Regions from separate parts of the Mus musculus genome. Here region 2 is linked to region 1. Evidence: chromatin contacts called from public HiChIP or PLAC-seq data. All regions are on one chromosome and are shown on one strand. Each heading gives the region's core, a stretch centred on a gene start, on an enhancer-like site or on the middle of the called end of the contact. The rest is flanking DNA. Distances are from core to core; before and after follow the strand shown.

Evidence for each region. HiChIP or PLAC-seq counts read pairs in DNA pulled down with a chosen protein or histone mark.
Region 2: an H3K27ac HiChIP or PLAC-seq map of heart atrium shows a contact between it and region 1, with 5 read pairs. The contact joins two enhancer-like sites. A contact is called at or near these places in 3 of 115 datasets of contacts at active chromatin or transcription factors (double positive thymocytes, heart atrium and pancreatic cancer cells).

What each region holds. Positions count from the first base shown.
Region 1 is chr7:112,138,617-112,142,859 of GRCm38.p6, reverse strand. All of the region lies in intron 4 of Dkk3 (dickkopf WNT signaling pathway inhibitor 3), which reads left to right. Among named protein-coding and RNA genes, the nearest start is that of Dkk3, 18 kb to the left of the region's middle. Within about 2 kb of position 1,964, at least 27 of the 459 cell types and tissues checked have an H3K27ac peak or open chromatin away from gene starts, as enhancers often do. A contact at or near this core is called in heart atrium and pancreatic cancer cells, where this site is marked.
Region 2 is chr7:112,296,712-112,300,954 of GRCm38.p6, reverse strand. All of the region lies in intron 3 of Mical2 (microtubule associated monooxygenase, calponin and LIM domain containing 2), which reads right to left. Among named protein-coding and RNA genes, the nearest start is that of Mical2, 73 kb to the right of the region's middle. RefSeq lists an enhancer at 1,533-3,130. Within about 2 kb of position 1,779, at least 108 of the 459 cell types and tissues checked have an H3K27ac peak or open chromatin away from gene starts, as enhancers often do. A contact at or near this core is called in heart atrium and pancreatic cancer cells, where this site is marked.

The DNA of each region.
Region 1 (4,243 bases), core at 715-3,214:
CATATTCATGGGGTTGGTATGCCCTCACCCAAAGTGTCCTCCAAAAAGGAATCTGCCATCTGTGAATGATTTCATGTCTTGAATCGAAGCACTGTGGTCTTAGTAAATGAGTTTCAGGCCAGGAATGTAGCTCAGTTGGTCGAGTACTAGCCAAGTATGGATGAAGGCCTAAGTTCCATCTCCACCACAGGAATAACAGGGCATGGTGTTGCACACCTAAAACCCAAGCACTGAGGATGGAGGCAGGAGGCTCAGGATGGAATCAAGGCCATTCTTGACTACATAGCGAGTTCAAGGCCAGTTTGGGCTACATGGGACTGTTCCTTTTGTTTGTTTGCTTTATTTTTGTTTTTTTTAACTTTTTATCAATTCTTTGTGTATCTCAATCGCACTCATCTTCCCATTCCTTCATATCTGCCCTCTGCTTTTACAACCTCCCTCACAAAAGAAAATTAAGCAAGCAAGCAAGCAAGCAAGCAAACAAACAAACAAACAAATCTCACTGTGGAAACTGTCACACACTATACCCTTTTGTTCACAGATCTTTACTTGCAAATGCTCACTGCAAATGAGTCCTGGCTTCTGCTACACTATCAATACTAGATGCTCACTGGGACTCCTCTCTAATACTCTGTTGTTGCCCTGTGTCATGGATCTTGCAGCCTTCACATGTTCCAGCAGTTGATTAACGGGGTAGATGTTGGGGTGGGCCATCTTGAAGCCCTGGATCTGGGCCTGGGTGGTAGCTGAGTTGTTCAGCCAGCTTGATCTCCTGCATCCACACCACCAGGGCAAGCTCTGCACCCAATGCTGCAGCTAACAAGGGTTAGGGCCAGCTCTCCCGCTCTCAAGACTCTGTCTTTAAAACACAAGTAAGTAAATAAGTTTTATTTAGGTTTAATGTAAATTGGTATGAAAAGATAAGAGGATGTTTTCAACAAAATTGGTAAGAAAATCAATTTCAGAGAGGTACTTATATAAATTGTATAAGATATATTGTATAACATAAAAATATCTCATTTTTAAGGAAAAAAGTATGTATTAAAAAGCGTGATAAAGCCTGGCAATGGTGGCGCACGCCTTTAATCCCAGCACTTGGGAGGCAGAGGCAGGCGAATTTCTGAGTTCGAGGCCAGCCTGGTCTACAGAGTGAGTTCCAGGATAGCCAGGGCTACACAGAGAAACCCTGTCTCAAAAAAAAAAAAAAAAAAAAAAAAAAAAACAAGAAAAAAAAGCGTGATAAAATATACAGTAGAAACCTCTGGAGGAATTTCAGTTTGTATTGACCTTATAGATTACTGTTTTGAAAATATTTTAATGGGATAGAGAGATGGCCCAGTGTAAGGGTGCTTGCTGCTCTTGCAGAAGACCCTAGTTGAGTTCCTAAGTCCCGTATCAGAGGGTTCACAACTGTCTGTGACTCCAGCTTCAGGGGATCCAACTCCTTCTTCTGGCTTTCTATGGGTACCTGCACACATGTGGCATACACATAAAATAAAAATAATCTTTAAAGTCAGCCTCAAAGACCTGGTAGACTATGCATAATTCCTGTATAGACAAGTTTGCTGTGTGAACCTGGAGGTCAGCCTCTTAGGTAAAGGTTGAACGTACCTAGTGTCAGGAGAGGACCTGCAGAATTTCCCACCTGAGTATTGTCCTCAAAATGTCAGCAATTTCTCAGGCTTGTTTCTGGGCAGCCTTGGCTATACGGAGTGTCTCAGTTTGTGGTCCTCAGGGAGGATCAAGCAGAAGGAAGAGCTTGTCTGTGGTGTGCGCAAGCTCAAAGGGGTGGCCACTGAGCAGAAATTGAAGCAAACAGAGTCTTCTGAAGTTCAGCTCACTCTGCCAGCTCTCTCAATGTCAGAGAAAGGTCAGATTTGCATTGCAGGCTGTCCCATGGAGAGAGGGGGGTGTTGGGGGACAGATAAGGAGCTGGGAAGTCCCAGCAAGGCCCATCCCTGTGCTCAGTCTGTGTGAACTCATGGGCTGAGTCACATAGGGGAGGAGGTGATGGCAGCTTAGAGACTGTGGCCTCCACCTCTGAAATCAGCAAGCCCTCCTTCCCTCTACCCTGCGTCCCTATTCCTCCCCTTCCCATGGGTGTTTAGATGCTCCTAGCAGAAGTTCTTTAGCAAGTTAATTAAGAGCTGGTCACACACCTATTAGCTGTGTGACTTTGATTAGTGTTTTAATGATTTTGTGTCTTAATTTCCCCTTAGGTTAAAGTGAGTCTCTCACATTTCCTTCTAGCTAGGAATGGTTATTTCAGCATTCAGCAGGTAGAAGCAAGAGGATCATGAGTTTAGGGTTATCCTTGGCTACACAGTAAGTTTAAGACTAGCCTAAGCTACATGAGACCCTGTTATTATATTTTGACTATCTCCAATCCATGCGCTAGTCACTTATCTCATTCACTACTCATTCACTAGCATTTCCTCCTGCTGGCCTATTGTATTACAGGCAGGTAAGTGTAAAAGAGTCTAACATCAAAGGGACCCAGGTCCAACCAACCAGCCAACCAACCAATCAACCGACCAACCAGCTAACCAATCAACCGACCAACCAGCCAACCAACCAACCAATCAACCAGCCAACCAGCCAACCAATCAACCAAATAAGTAATTACAATATGAGTGCATAGTTTATTTCTTTTTTAGGATTTAATGTGTGTGTGTGTGTGTGTGTGTGTGTGTGTGTGTGTGTATTTGTGTTTATATGCACGTGAGTGAAAGGAGGCCTGAAAAGGGTGTCAGTTCCCCTGGAGCTGTTATAGGCAGTTATGAACTACCTGGTATGGGTTCAGGGGATGGAACTCAGATCTTCTGGAAGAGCAGTATATGGTCTTCACCACTGAGACACCTCTCCAGCCCAATTTCTTTCACTGTGACACAGGGTCTTGCTATGGCTGTCATAGCCAAGTCTGGTCCTAGACTCCTGCCTCAGCCTCTCAAGTATATGGGTGTATACCACATGGTTTCTGAGGCAGAGACTGAACTAAGTAGAGCAGCCTGAGAGGAATTTGTTGGGTGGGTTGGTAGGGAATCTGCTTGCTCTGTAAGCCAAGACACTAACTGCCCCGTTGTTCTAGACTTTAGGGTATTGAAGATGTGGGAGGGAGGCAAGGTCTCTCTCTATCAGAAGGTGATGTGCTCCAGCACCAAAGCTTTTATTCTTTATGTTTCCAGGTCCTCAGGCATAAGGTGCAACAGGTAGCATTTCCCCAATGTGTGCATGCAGCTTAGGGAGCCAGACGGTAGGTTCACACTGCTTCTGTGCAGCTGCCATCAAAGCCTTCGTCTAGCCGGGCGTGGTGGCACACGCCTTTAATCCCAGCACTCGGGAGGCAGAGGCAGGCAAATTTTTGAGTTTGAGGCCAGCTTGGTCTACAAAGTGAGCTCCAGGACAGCCAGGGCTATACAGAGAAACCCTGTCTTGAGAAAACAAACAAACAAACAAACAAACAAAAAACAGAAAAAACAAAACAAAGCCTTCCTCTCCCACCCCAGGGTCTTGTGTAAGACAGGAGGGCTTCCTTCTCATCTTGAAAGCAGGGGAGACTCAAGCCCTTTGCATTCTTGATGGGCTTCCTGGAAGAGGCGGCGATTAGGCTGTATTTGCAAGGGTGTCTGAGAATCAGTTGCATGGGGGAGGGGCATTCCTCACTAAAGCATTGTTTGTTCAAAGCCAAGAAGACAAGAGCCTTAAGAACTGCAGAACACTTATTTCGAATGCCAGGCCATGGTAGGAACAGCAGCTGACGCTGGGAAGGGGTGGGGATTGGGTCAGGAGACTTGGAGAACCCAGCCAAGGAGTCAGGAGACATGCTGAATTAGGCATGTTCTGTGTCCACAAGGCTTTATCACTTTCTGTATTCCGTTTATGAGCTATCACATGATTTCCCCAAGCAGGGAGCCAGGAGGACTCGGCTTGGGTGGCAGAGATCATCTCTGAGAATGCAGCTTTGCTCAAGCTCAAAACCCAAGTCCCCGTCAGGCTGTAGAGTCTGTGTCCTGCAAGAGCCTGGCTTTGGGCCTAGAAGTCTGGAACATTTTACTTGAATGTGGAGCATGGGACAGATAACTCACACTGATTGTACCAATAATCTGGTTAGGCCAATGCCATTAGCTGCAGAGATCACAATGAGTTCTGTGACCTCTGCACATGTAGGGGCCAAACAGTGTCTGGTGCAGGCGTGTGGCTGTCTTTCTGCCCGGGGAACTTAGTGCTTCTTCCAGGCACTGAC
Region 2 (4,243 bases), core at 530-3,029, 160 kb before region 1:
GGCTTTCCATGCCATAACCATCATCATCGACATCTATATCACCACCACCACCGTCATCATCATCAACATTGTTATCCACTGTAACCCACATTTGTGGAGCACCCACCAGGTTCATGTGTTTGACTTCTCCAATTCAGGAACTGAATTACTCCTACAAGAGAACCTTTACTCTGACCACTTCCCAAATGGGGAAATCAGGGCACAAAGCCACAAGGTAACTAACTGGTCCATGGGGTCAGAACGAAAGGGATGAAGCCAGGATCTAAAGCTTGATGCTCTCCCTCCCAAGCCTACTGTGCGGTGCTGCTTCTGGTTTGGTAGAATAAAAAGAAAACCAACTGTCTCGGCTGATGGAGCCCATTCAGAGAGAAAGAGGGGTGGAAGGGGAGGGAAAGAGGAGAGCTAGTCTGCACCCAGATGCTGAGGGTCTTAAAAGCACTGGTCTTGTTGGCACTGGGGCCATGGGTAAAGAAGAGTCAGGAATTTGTACAAGGTCCATGCCAAGTTGCTGCATGTTGAAGAAGATCCTGTGCTCTTTCAGGGAGGACATGGTCTGTTAGGACAGAAGAAGGGGACACATGGTGACCTAGATAGGCACATAAACATCTAATTTTGTGCATAGTCTCCGTGTTGCCTAAGACCTGAAAACATGGCAGTAGTCCAGCAGAGGCAGGAGCTCACAGGTGAGGGTGTGGGTGGGTGAGTGGGGGTGGGGGATGGGCGGGTAGGTATAGACGAATAGGTGAAACTGTTCACCTAGGCAACAATGGAGGAGACCATCACCCGCTCCTCACTCACTGTCGGATGTTGCTGAGACATCTGGAAACGTCCCTCTACTTGGGATTAAATGTTATCTTAAAAACACATCCCCCTGCTTGAACAAACACTCCATCCTCTGGCCGTCTCACTCCCCTAGGCTGCCAAGGTCCCAGAGGAAGACTCGATCAAGCGTATCAGAAGCTCCCACACTGCAATCAGTATAGTTTACTGGCTGGAACCGTTCAAAGAGTTTGTAGACACCCAGTTAGAGGAAATGAAGTCACTGCTGAGATTTGACTCACCCCCAGAGATTTTGGAGAGTACATGGGGGTGGGGTGGGGGTGGGGGCGGCAGAGCTGGCTTCCTCTCTGGACATGCCTGGAGACAACCAGCTTCCTCAGCCCAAATCCACACTTTATCTCACCCTCCACAGTGCTTCTTGCTCCACATAGCCAGACAATGACGGTCATTTCAGAGCCTGCTCCAAACCCCACGCTTGTGAGGTTTGCTTTGGGGCGAAGTCTGGACCCGTTACATGTCTATGCAGTTACTGCATGTTTCCTGTTGGTGAGCTCTGTCACTCCACGGACAAGGCTGGGCCAGCCAGAGCATGTAGGGTGAAGAAGGGCAGGAAGGGGACAGAGGCCTTCTGCAGTTTTTGTTCACCAGGCCTGACCCATCTCCGGTCTCCACACAAGGCAGGAAACCTCCTCTCCTCCAGCCAGGGGCTGTTGTACATAGAGAGTGCAAATATTAGCCAGGTCTCACATCCAGCCCTCTTGGTGACACCTGGTTTTCCATCAGTGAATGTTTGGCTTTCCCATCATCCTAAGCTCTGTTACATATTTTGGGCCTGAATCTCAGAGATACCAATCATACCATAATCTTAATCAAAGCAAATGCCAGTGGGCTTAGTTATATCAGGGGAGAAAATCCAGGCTGGCACAAGGGCCTGTTGGCTGGGGTTGTGGAGGCAGGACAGTTCCCTCTTGGACTATGCTAGTTATGATCAGAATGGGCCTTGGCATTCTGACAAGGGGTCAAATACTGTGTAGCCGTGTGTCTGAGCAGAGGAGCAGTCCTGGCTTCCAGGGATGCCCATGGCCAGTGGAGGCTCTGGACAGGCGTGGCTCAGCAGACTGAATGCAGAGGCAAAGGACTCTCCCCTTTCCACAGACCCAGCCAGCAACTACCACTGAGAACAGACTTTCAATAAATAGAGCTTTTGGTTAAAACTCAGCCTCAGTCAGTAACGTGTTCCCTGCACAAGCAGGAGAACCTATGCTGAGTGAGAGAACCCAGGCTAAAAAGCAAAACAAAACAAAACAAAAACAAAAACAGGGAGAGCAAGACCAATCTGTGTTTGGTGGTGCACACCTATCGCCTAGCTCTGGAGAGGTAGAGACAGGAGGACCCCTGGGGCTCACTGACTCCTTGGCCTAGTTAAGACGGCGAGGCTCAGGCCAGGGTTAACGTTTGCAGATTCCCACCCGGACAGTAGGAGCAGGGGTCTGTCTGCCAAGGTCACCTACATCATGGATGTCAGTATTATCTATGCACTGGGGTGACTGAATTATTGCACACTGGGGAGTGGGCAGATCTACCACCAGCAGGAAAGAGACCCTATCTCAATAGACAAGGAAATATCTCCTGAAGAGTAACATTCAAGGTTGTCCTCTGGCTTACACACACATATAAGCAAACATGTACACATACCACGACCCCATGAACACACACAGCCCAAAGGCCTTCCTAAATTAGACTGCATACTTTTCTCTTATGGTCCCACTGGCTCACTCATTACTGCTGCCCCAGAACAAAGCTCCCATGTTATCGTTGGCTGGGTCTCAAGAGCTGCCCCATCCGCTGTGTTATCTGTGTGCCTGGAACGCATCCACTGCCTGGTACGCACAGGAGGCCCAACACGTAGCTGATGGATGAATGAGCTTCCCACCCACTCAACGCCAACTCAGTTCTGGCTTTCTGACCATGAGAGGGATGTTGGGTGCATGCCAGCTGGGGTTAACGTTTGCAGCTTCCCACCCAGACAGAAGGAGCAGGGGGCTGCCAAGGCCACCTACATCATGGACGGCGGTATTATCTGTGCTCTTGGGCCATGTGAATTATTGCTCATTGGGGAGCAAGCAGATCTACCACCAGCAGGAAATCCACTGTAAAGATAATCTTAGAAGAGTTCAGACCTGCACATTCTCGACAAGAGACAAACACCACATGGAAAAACAGACTATTTATCAAGGAGCAGGAGGGGGACAACAGCTAGTATACCTAGCCAAGACATAAATGCTAGTAGGGTGTGAGTGGAGGCTACATAGATCTCTTGCTCTACATAGATCTCTACCTCAGAGGGGCCCTGAAAGCATGACTCTTTAAAATTCATATACATACATACATACATACACACATATATTAAACATATGTGTGTGCGTGTGTATATGTGTGTGTGTGTGTGTGTGTGTGTGTGTGTGTGTGAGTGTGTGTGTATGCTTTGCCTGCAAGTGCCTATGAAGGTTGTTGGATCTTTGGGAACTGGAGTTACAGATAGTTGTGGCCTGCCATGTGGGTGCTGGAAACTGAACCCAGATCCTTTGTGGGAGCAGCCAGTGCTCTTAATGATTGAGCAATCTCTCCAACTCCACCTGCCTTTTTTGCATGTATGTATTTGTGTGGTATGCATGGGTGTGTATGTATGTTCACATGTATAGGCATGGGGACACATGTGTGTGCAGGTGTGTGTGTGTGTGCCTGAAGTTGTGACGTTGCCACCTGGCATTTTCCTCAATCACTTTCTATATTATTCAAGTGAGCACGGAGATCACAGACCCAGGTTAGTCTAGCTAGCCAGCCTGGTCTGTAGATCACTGCCTCTGAGCCTAGATTACAGATGTGCTGCCACACCTAGCCAGCAAGTATGTGGCTTCTGGAGATCCCAATTCCAGTTCTTACACTGCATGGCAAGTACCTCACACACCGAGCCATAGCCCCAATCTAATTACTAATTTCTCAATGGCACAGTGCACCTTCCAACTGGCCCTCCTCCTAGCCCATAAATGGGGATGCTGGGACCCAGGATGGAAAGGACAAGAGTCACTGAGTGGAGTCAGGGCTAGGCCAGGGCTCAACAGTCCCTCAACAGTCTACAGTATTTGTTTCTGTCTCTGCTTCCTGCCTCCCTTCTCCTTGGGTGCAATATGGGCCAAGGCTATGGAGAGGTGCTGTGCAACAATGAAAATGGGGGTCTGCCACTCATTTCCTACTGACCACTACTGCCTTGGCCCTCGGCTGAAATGAAGTTTAACACACTTCAAAAGCACTCTGCCGGCACTCCCTACTTGCTGGCCACCTCCCCAACCACTTCTTGTGTTTCATCTTTCTAATCACACTTTGAAAGTGTTAGCATCATACCCACCTTGGAAGTGGAAACATGGAGGCATAGAAAAGTAAGGTAAGGGCTAAAGAGATGGCT